Regions from separate parts of the Sus scrofa genome. Here region 2 is linked to region 1. A link is a contact called in public HiChIP or PLAC-seq data. All regions are on one chromosome and are shown on one strand. Each heading gives the region's core, a stretch centred on a gene start, on an enhancer-like site or on the middle of the called end of the contact. The rest is flanking DNA. Distances are from core to core; before and after follow the strand shown.

Region 1 (4,230 bases), core at 729-3,228:
TTAAGCCCTTGTCAGTTGCATCATTTGAAACTGTTTTCTCCCATTCTGAAAGTTGTCTTTTTGTTTTCTGTTGGGTTTCCTTTGCTGTGCAAAAGCTTTTCAGTTTGATGAGGTCCCATGGGTTTATTTTTGCTCTAGTTTCTATTGCTTTGGGAGACTGACCTGAGAAAATATTCATGATGTTGATGTCAGAGAGTGTTTTGCCTATGTCCTCTTCTAGGAGTTTGATGGTCCTGTCTGTCTTATATTTAAGTCTTTCAGCCATTTGGAGTTTATTTTTGTGCATGGTGTGAGGGTGTGTTCTAGTTTCATTGCTTTGCATGTAGCTGTCCAGGTTTCCCAGCAATGCTTGCTGAATAGACTTTCTTTTTCCCATTTTATGTTCTTGCCTCCCTTGTCAAAGATTAATTGACCATAGGTGTCAGGGTTTATTTCCGGATTCTCTATTCTGTTCCATTGGTCTGTCTGTCTGTTTTGGTACCAGTACCACACTGTTTTGATGACTGTGGCTTTGTAGTATTTCTTGAAGTCTGGGAGAGTTACACCTCCTGCTTGGTTTTTGTTTCTCAGGATTGCTTTGGCAATATACATCCCAGTGTTCCCCCCCCCGCCAACAAAATTACTGACACTTTATTTCCACTCACAGGGACTGAGAATGCCTGACATTACACTCTCACCAGCATGGAGTAAGGTCAGTTGTTTTCATCTTTGTCAGGCTGTCAGCCCAGTAGGGTATCTTGTGGAATTTGGATGTCTTTAATTTACTAGTTAAGTTTGAACATTCTCTACAATGCTTGAAATTAATTTCCTGTAACAGTTTTTGTCAAGTACTCACTTGTAGTTTCAGTGACCCTTTTCTGCAGTCTCAGGCACAGCCACTGACTGCTTCTCTCTAGCTGTTTTGGAAACAAGACCAGGTGAGGGTGTGGTGTACAGAGTTTTAACCTCAGGCTAAGCCAGATTGACACAACAGCCTCTCCATGCACTGCAGGTTGACAGGAGATAATGGCTAAATGTCTGGACCTCTGTTTCCTCAGCTGTGAACTGGGGCATTACCTTTGAGTCATGGGGCTGTTGTAAGGATGGCATGAGGTTATACATGTGACAGGCCTTCCTCTTTTCAGGCTGTTTGTCCAGGATTGCTTGACCTTTCAGCTACGTGTAAATCTGTCCATTGCCATGTACAGAGAATTTACTATTCATATAAGACAAGTTCTATGCAAGTGATGGAGCTGGACTTGAAACCCCTCTGGGGCTCCTAAGTAAAGAAGCCTTTGTGTCCCCTATTTTTTGGGGAAACTAGGCCTCATTTAGCCCCATGACCTCCCCTGAGCTCCAAAGGACAGGTTCAAACAGGGACAGGAGGGGATGCAGAGACAAGGGAGGAGGAGTCAAGAAATAACAGTGCACCCTTGGGACAGGCCCTGGTTCCTCGTCAAGGAATTTACATAACAATGTCTTTGAGTTATTCTGCAGAACTAAACCCCCAACAAATGAAAACCAGAGAGGAAGACCACCAGAACCAGTCCTGGGGCCACTAAACACCAACTTTGAAGAATGCAAGCCTGCATCTACCCTGATCCTTATGTATGGCCCTATTTTCTGCTCCCAAACTATAAAACCACTTCCTATTCTCTCCCAAAGGAGGGCACAGTCTTTAGCCTGCTGTGGCCTCCTTTGCCTGGTAAAGCAATAAGGCTATTTTTTCCTCCTTCACCCAGAACTCTCTCCAGGTTTCTATTTGACCCCAGTGGACAGAGGCTGAGTTCTGGCAAAAGCCTTAGGGAGGAGTATCTAAGGGAAATCTCAGTATAGAGCTCAGGCTATGAAATCTATATGTATAGATAATTTTTGTTTTTTTGGTGAAGGAATAATTTTGAGGAAGAACAGTTTATAGGTGGCATATGTGTAATATGCTTCATCCTTCTGCCTTTAGCCTTAATAGTTTGTAAGCTTGTTCACTGCCAGCCAGCAGAGAGGGAAGTGAATCAGCCCACATTATCGGTTTATCACTTCTCTACAGACTCTAAGTGACCCAGTGACTGAGGGCATGTACAGAAATGTGAGCTGCCAAAGAATAACAGTGCACTTAAGGGGAATTATAAGCTACAAGTCAACACCAATGAAGCAGAACAGGCAGAAAAACCAGTTGACAATTTTAACACAAATGTAATAAGACTTAAAAGGAGGTTCAATTAGAGCCCACAAATGACTTTCCAAATCTAAATGTTATAGACAAACTGGAAAAATATTTCACAATTTAGAACAAAAGAACTAAAGGGATGGAAATAATGAGTGAAAAGATGTTAGAAACAAAGTAAATTTAGGAATTCTAACAAGCAAATGATTCAGCAGCCCAAAGAGATAAAACTAGGCAGCTTGAAGAGAGATAATGATTAAATAATAAAGGAAAATTTCTATGTGATTGCCTTGAGTCAAAAACTGAATAGCCACATGCCAAAGAATGAAGTTGGACTCTTATACTATACACAGAAGTTAACCCAAAGGGATTAAAAACTTAAACATAAGACCTGAAACTGTAAAATTCCTAGAAGAAAATATAGGACCAAAGCTTCTTGATATTGGTCTTGGCAATTATTTCATGGATATGGCACCAAAAGCACAGACAATAAAAACAAAAATAAACGAGTGAGACTGATAGGGATAGAATAGGATAGTAACACAGGTAGTTGATGGAGAGGGAAACCTAGAGAACCTTGGGAGACCATGGTAAGTGAATAATCGCTCAAGAAAACCATCAGAATGCTGTGGAACAAAGCAGTCTTTCTTAGCTATAAAACTGTAAATAAAAGCACCAGATTTGCCTCAGGTCATTACGTGAAAGATAAAATGAGGATTGCATTCAAATTCAGCATGATCATGATCCTTGGGACCAAGGACAGGAATTTAAGGGAAAGATGACATTCCAAAGTAGACCTTCATTATTCAGAAACTTGAGATGATTCAACATATTTTAGCATATATTACCACCCTTCTGTTGATTTCAATAAGAAATCCTAGTTTGACATCACAGGGTCAAATACTCTCTTATCTGATATGGAGGAGCTCATGATGTAAGCCTGACCTCTACTCAAAGAGTGAGGAAGAAGGAAGTCTTTCCCCCTCCTCCCCAGTTTCCTTGGATTATAAAAATGAAGCCCACATAATCCTCTGGGCAGAGCTTCTTTTCCTGCTTTCTCATATCTCTCACAAGAGTCCTGTCTTAATACTTTATTTCTTAACTATCACTTTATCACTCATTGAATTCCTTCTGTGCTGAGACACAAAGAACTTGAGCCTCCGTAGGCCCTGACCCCAAATGATTGATTCTAATTAAAAAAAAACATGGGTTCAAGTCCCAATCTGGGTTTAGGCTGGGTTCAAGTCAGAGGTTTTTTAGTTTTAAGACCACATCCAAATGAAAATCTTCTGCAAATACATGAAAAGGTGCTCAACATTACTAATCATCAGGGAATGCATATCAAAACTATAGTAATATATCACTTTACATCTACTACGATGACTATTATCAAAAGTAAAAAAGACACCCCCCCCAAATACAAAAGACAACTGTGGGTGAGGATGTGGAACTCTTGTACACTTGATGGCAACGCAGAATGGTGCATCCATTACGAAAAACCGTACGAAGCTTCCTCCAAAATTACAGATAAAATTACTATATGACTGCTCTTTCTTGCTGGGGAAACACAGAAGATAAAAAAATCCCAAACAGTAACGATTTTCAATAAAAATCTCGGTCAGGAAAAATAAATCTAAAAATATCCCTGAGGTTGATCTCTGGTTGTTTTTTGTAAAGAAAATATAGTGTTTCTTCTCTCTTGCCCAGGTCTTCAGGGATTTACAGTCACTACTGTTTGATGGCCAAGGGAAGCCTGGAGTGTCCTCGTGGTGGGCAGCATTACCCATGGGCAGTCCAGCCTCAGGAAGGGGGCAGAGCAAGCTCCCCACCTGCTTCAGGGAGGTCACCAAGCCTGAACAGGGAGTACCATCCTGTCAATCAGATGCAGATCCCAATGCTTGTTAACCACCTGAGAAAGCTTGGAGATGGCTTGTGAAGCTTTCTTCTGGAATTCAGTTGGTATCGAAAGCCCAGGAAGTTCAACTAGAGTCCGTGCCCCAGGAAGTGGACACTGAGCAAACAAACTCTTAGTAAGGCGGTCATTTTTGAGAGCCACTTACAGCACCCATCTTTCTCCTTGGGAGAAACGA
Region 2 (4,230 bases), core at 1,009-3,508, 360 kb before region 1:
TGACAGCCAGAGGAAGGCGATGACTCACCTTGCTGCACTCTTTCCCACCTTTTCACAGACATATACTTACAGACACCCACTCTCGGCACGTGGCTTTACACCCATGAAGTGCCACCGGCCACCTGGTCTCCTACCAGAATGTATTGAAGTCCAATATTTAGCTCTGCTGGACAGAACCCACAGGAAGGCCAGCACGGTTTGAGGGCCCCTCGGTCTTTACCTGCATGCCCTCCTGGCCCGAGATTCCCACGCCTACATCTGCCACCTGGATCATGCTGACGTCATTGGCTCCGTCTCCTAGAAACAGCACAGGTGGGAAGAATCGTTTGAGCTGAGATCCATGGAATCAAATGGGCTTGATGGATCTTCATGGGGTGCCCTTGAGCTGGGGTCCTGTGGAGGGTCCTGGGATGGAGTGAGGAAGAATCCCTAGGGAACCAAGTGATGCAGGCAGAAGCAGCATGGCAGGATGCTTGGACCAGGAGGTATGACAGAAAGCAGCGGCCAGCATGTACCTTCCCACTTAGAATGTGCTCTGCTTTACTGGCTCCTCAAACCAAGAGAGCTCTTCACACGGCATCCAGCATGGGGAGGGACAGGACAACCATCTTCATCGTTATCCCCTTGACTACTCCAGACTTGGTCACACATATAGCATACTAGCCAAGGCTACTCCAATTCACAGCACACCAGTGGTTTTCAAAACTGATGATAGGAGGTGGAACTCTGCCCAGCAAACTGGAGGGCTCTTTTTGCACACCCACATCCAGCTAGCTTGTTAGATACTGTGCTCACCCTTGGGGTCTCTGAGTATGTGATAAAGGAGACCTCCTGCTTATTCAGTCACATTGCTGATAGAAAATGCATAGAAGCTGGAGTTCCCTAGTGGCCTAGTGGTTAAGGATCCAGCATTGTCATTGCTGTGGCTTGGGTCATTGCTGTGACATGGGTTTGATCCTCAGCCCAGGAACTTATGCATGCCACTGCGCAGCCAAATAAAAACAAGTGTAGGAGCACAGGACAGCACTCTCGACACCTTCAGGGAAAAGCAAGCAGAAACTTGGAGTCACTGTCACTCAGTGATAGTGACCATTCTTGGAACAGGGCAGCAAAAGGGCACAAGTCCCAGAGTACCTCCCATGTTTCAAATACACAAAAAGTGCAGATACTCAACTCTGGAGTGACTAAAACCATGGCTCCAGGATATCTCTCTCCCGTGATTTCTCTGTTCTTTATTGCACTGGGCCCAACATGGGTGATGAGTCAATATTTGTCCAACTGAAATTCTGTGAAGCAATAACCTCTGCAGCTTTTCTAAGAATGTTCTATTCAAAGTGAGATATGTACGCAGTGATGTTCTCTGGATTATTAACTGCTGGATGCCCAAGAATAAGTCATATCTACACTTCAACTCACTGAAAGAAATAAGCTAAAGTTCTGATGGGTCCTTACTTTCTCTTTTGTGATTCTATTTTGAATTTTTTCTTTTTTTTTTTGGCCGTGCCCAGAGCATGTGGAAGTTTCCAGGCCAGGGACTGAACCTGCGACACAGCAGCGACCTGAGTCACAGCAGTGACGATGCTAGATCTTTAACCCACTGAGCCACCACGGAACTCCTGTTTTTTTCTTTTCTTTTTAACCAGCAGAGGCTTTACCTCCATTTTCCTAAATGAATGCCACACACCTGTGATTCAGTGGCTGAGCCAGGCACTGACCAGGCACTAAAAATGTGATTTATCATTTGTCTCACAGCAGCCTACTGGGTACACTGTCCTCATGTCACCACAGAGGGTGGATGGTAGAGGAGCAGAGTTAGCGTTGAGGGTGCAGAGGTAGCCTGCAGACTCCTTGGCTCCTGACTCCAACATTTGTTAGAGAGACCTAAAAGCCATTCCAGACACAGGAGGGAAAGGTGGTCCTGGGACAGCCTCCCTGAGGAGGGGCCACCCATGGGAAAGCTGCCTGTCTTAACATGATCATTCCCCTTAACAGTTACCACAGCCCTCTGGAGTGCAGGGCCACCTCCATGGTAACACTGCTAAGGCCATCCCACCCCAGACCCAAGCTCTACAGAGGCCTCAGCTGTCCTGATGAGGAGTGATAGGGCAGCCATCCCCACAGCAGCAAAGAGGGACTGACCCAGACCTTTTGTAGAAAATATGGTAATTGTTACTGATTGGTGAGGATGCTTTATTTCAGAGCCATCTCTCACCTAGGTTGTTCAATGCTGGATATCCGGGGACCCTGGGGAGCCTCCCGTTTCCTAGGCTACCCACAGTCTCTCCCGGCCCTCACCAGCAGGTGGCGTTGCCAAGTCCCTGAACCTCACGGGAGACGACCTGAATCGGAGGTGGGCAAGGATGCTGCCCTGGGGGGAAACAGGTGACCACTGGAGAGGGGTAGAGAAGGAAGGAAAAACCATCATTAGATGCACAACCCTTAAGGGAAGGATGCAAAATTTAGTAACTATTTATACCTTAGGATGAATTTTAAAAAAATTAGATGCTTGTCTTAAAACAAAGTTCAGCAGACAAGAAGCAATGGGAGTTCTGATCACCACTGAGCCTCTGGGTCCTGCAGCATTACAGGGCCTTGGACTCCAGGCAGCTCACAGCGATCAGAGGCACCTGCAAAGGGCCTGGGATAGTGTTTCATGTGCAGGGCTCCGCTGTGGCCATGGCTGCCTGCGACAGTAGTCTACTGCCTCCCAGGAAGCAGTAAGAAGCTTCATCTTAAACCACCATTACACTATTATTGACTTTCTAATATCTATATCAGTTGCTAGTGTATTTTGTGGTTTTCAAATCTAAGCTTTATATTTGGAACAGGCTGCTTTATTGCACTGTGTGATTTTATAAATAGAAAAAAGAGCAAGGAAGCTCTTGGCATAGCATGGAAAAGGCAGGAAATTCAGGAGGCTTCGAGAGGAAGCAGCTGCACGAGGTGGGGGCTGTTCATTCACACAAGGCCCCGCCTGGCTGGTGTGGATACTTGCCTATGGCCAGAGTCATGGCTTTGAGCTTGCTCCTGACCAGCTTCACCACCATGCTCTTCTGCAGGGGAGTTGAGCGACAACAAAGGACAGACCGGCACTGCTTAGCGAGGAAGAGGAATTTGTCCTCCAGGTTCTTCTCCAGGGCATAGGCCAGACTCCTCCCATCAATCACAAGGCTGGGGCTGGGGCTGGGGGTGGTGGTCACCAAGGGCGGGCAGACGGGCGAGAAGCTCACGCTCACGCTGCTGGCAGTCTTCTCTGGGGCACTGTGGGGGCTTCTGGACTGCACGTAGTGTAGGCACTGGTCCAGGAGGGCCGCGCATGCCTCCTGAAATGAACATGAGAGGTTGGTGCGGTTCACTCGGCCACATCACAGACTAGGTTATTCCCTATAGCTCATCTGAGGATCCTGGGCTTCAGGCTCTGCCCAGAAGGCCACTCTCCTGAAACTGGGGAGCCAGTGGAAGAGGATAACTTTCAACGTGTAAGAGATCGAGTCAGTTTAGGGTTCCTATGAGACCCACATGACTTCATTATCCTGTGTAGAGGTCAGAACAGAGCACCTTCACTCTGGGAGGCCTGGCCAGACTGTGGACTATGAATTGCTGACTGGTTAGGCTGCAGGAGCTTTCCAAGCACTTCCTGTGGGTCCTCAGAGGCCCTTATGCAGCCCTTCTTGTTTCCTAGTGAGGCACCAGCAAAAGCAAAAGAAGTGTAATCAGTGTCTCCCTAAGCTCTGCAGTTGACCAGTAAAAAGCATAATTACTGTGGCTTTTAATTGGCTGTGCCCTTCTAAAGCTGTATCAAGAGCTCCAAAAAGAACAGGGGAACTTACTGGGGAATCTGCAGGGTCAGGGGACAGAGGCATAGGTGGGATAAGTGTTTCCAGGAATGAACACACTCCAGGGAACATAAGTGGTTCCTAGTTCTCCACGGATAGACAGTGGGTTAGTGACCAGCTTCCTGCAATGCACCGTGGAAATCCAGGGGTGTCCAACAAGCGCTTACCGGGGAACTTTTACATTTAGGAAAGTGAATGGGACTAGGCAAAAGAAGCCCAAGAAGATGCAGCTATTGGTCATGGGTGATAGGCAGGCAGACAGACACATGCGCACTCATCCACAACCATAGCAAGTCACTGACCAGGATTTGCAAAGTGTCGCTGGATAGAGGGAGGGAAAGGCTTGCCTCTGGTAGGGGCTGGGAGTGGTGGCGACCAGGAAGGCCTTGCAGAG

Evidence for each region. HiChIP or PLAC-seq counts read pairs in DNA pulled down with a chosen protein or histone mark.
Region 2: a contact with region 1 is called in an H3K27ac HiChIP or PLAC-seq map of alveolar macrophages. The contact joins two enhancer-like sites. A contact is called at or near these places in 1 of 47 Hi-C or Micro-C datasets (embryonic fibroblasts) and 1 of 2 datasets of contacts at active chromatin or transcription factors (alveolar macrophages).

What each region holds. Positions count from the first base shown.
Region 1 is chr1:141,290,094-141,294,323 of Sscrofa11.1, reverse strand. No RefSeq gene overlaps it. Among named protein-coding and RNA genes, the nearest start is that of TRNAE-UUC, 18 kb to the left of the region's middle. Within about 2 kb of position 1,978, at least 4 of the 83 cell types and tissues checked have an H3K27ac peak or open chromatin away from gene starts, as enhancers often do. A contact at or near this core is called in alveolar macrophages, where this site is marked.
Region 2 is chr1:141,649,184-141,653,413 of Sscrofa11.1, reverse strand. It overlaps ATP10A (probable phospholipid-transporting ATPase VA), which reads right to left. Exons shown (of 23, transcript XM_021098662.1): 15 at 2,996-3,323; 16 at 221-297. Among named protein-coding and RNA genes, the nearest start is that of ATP10A, 160 kb to the right of the region's middle. Within about 2 kb of position 2,258, at least 3 of the 83 cell types and tissues checked have an H3K27ac peak or open chromatin away from gene starts, as enhancers often do. A contact at or near this core is called in alveolar macrophages, where this site is marked.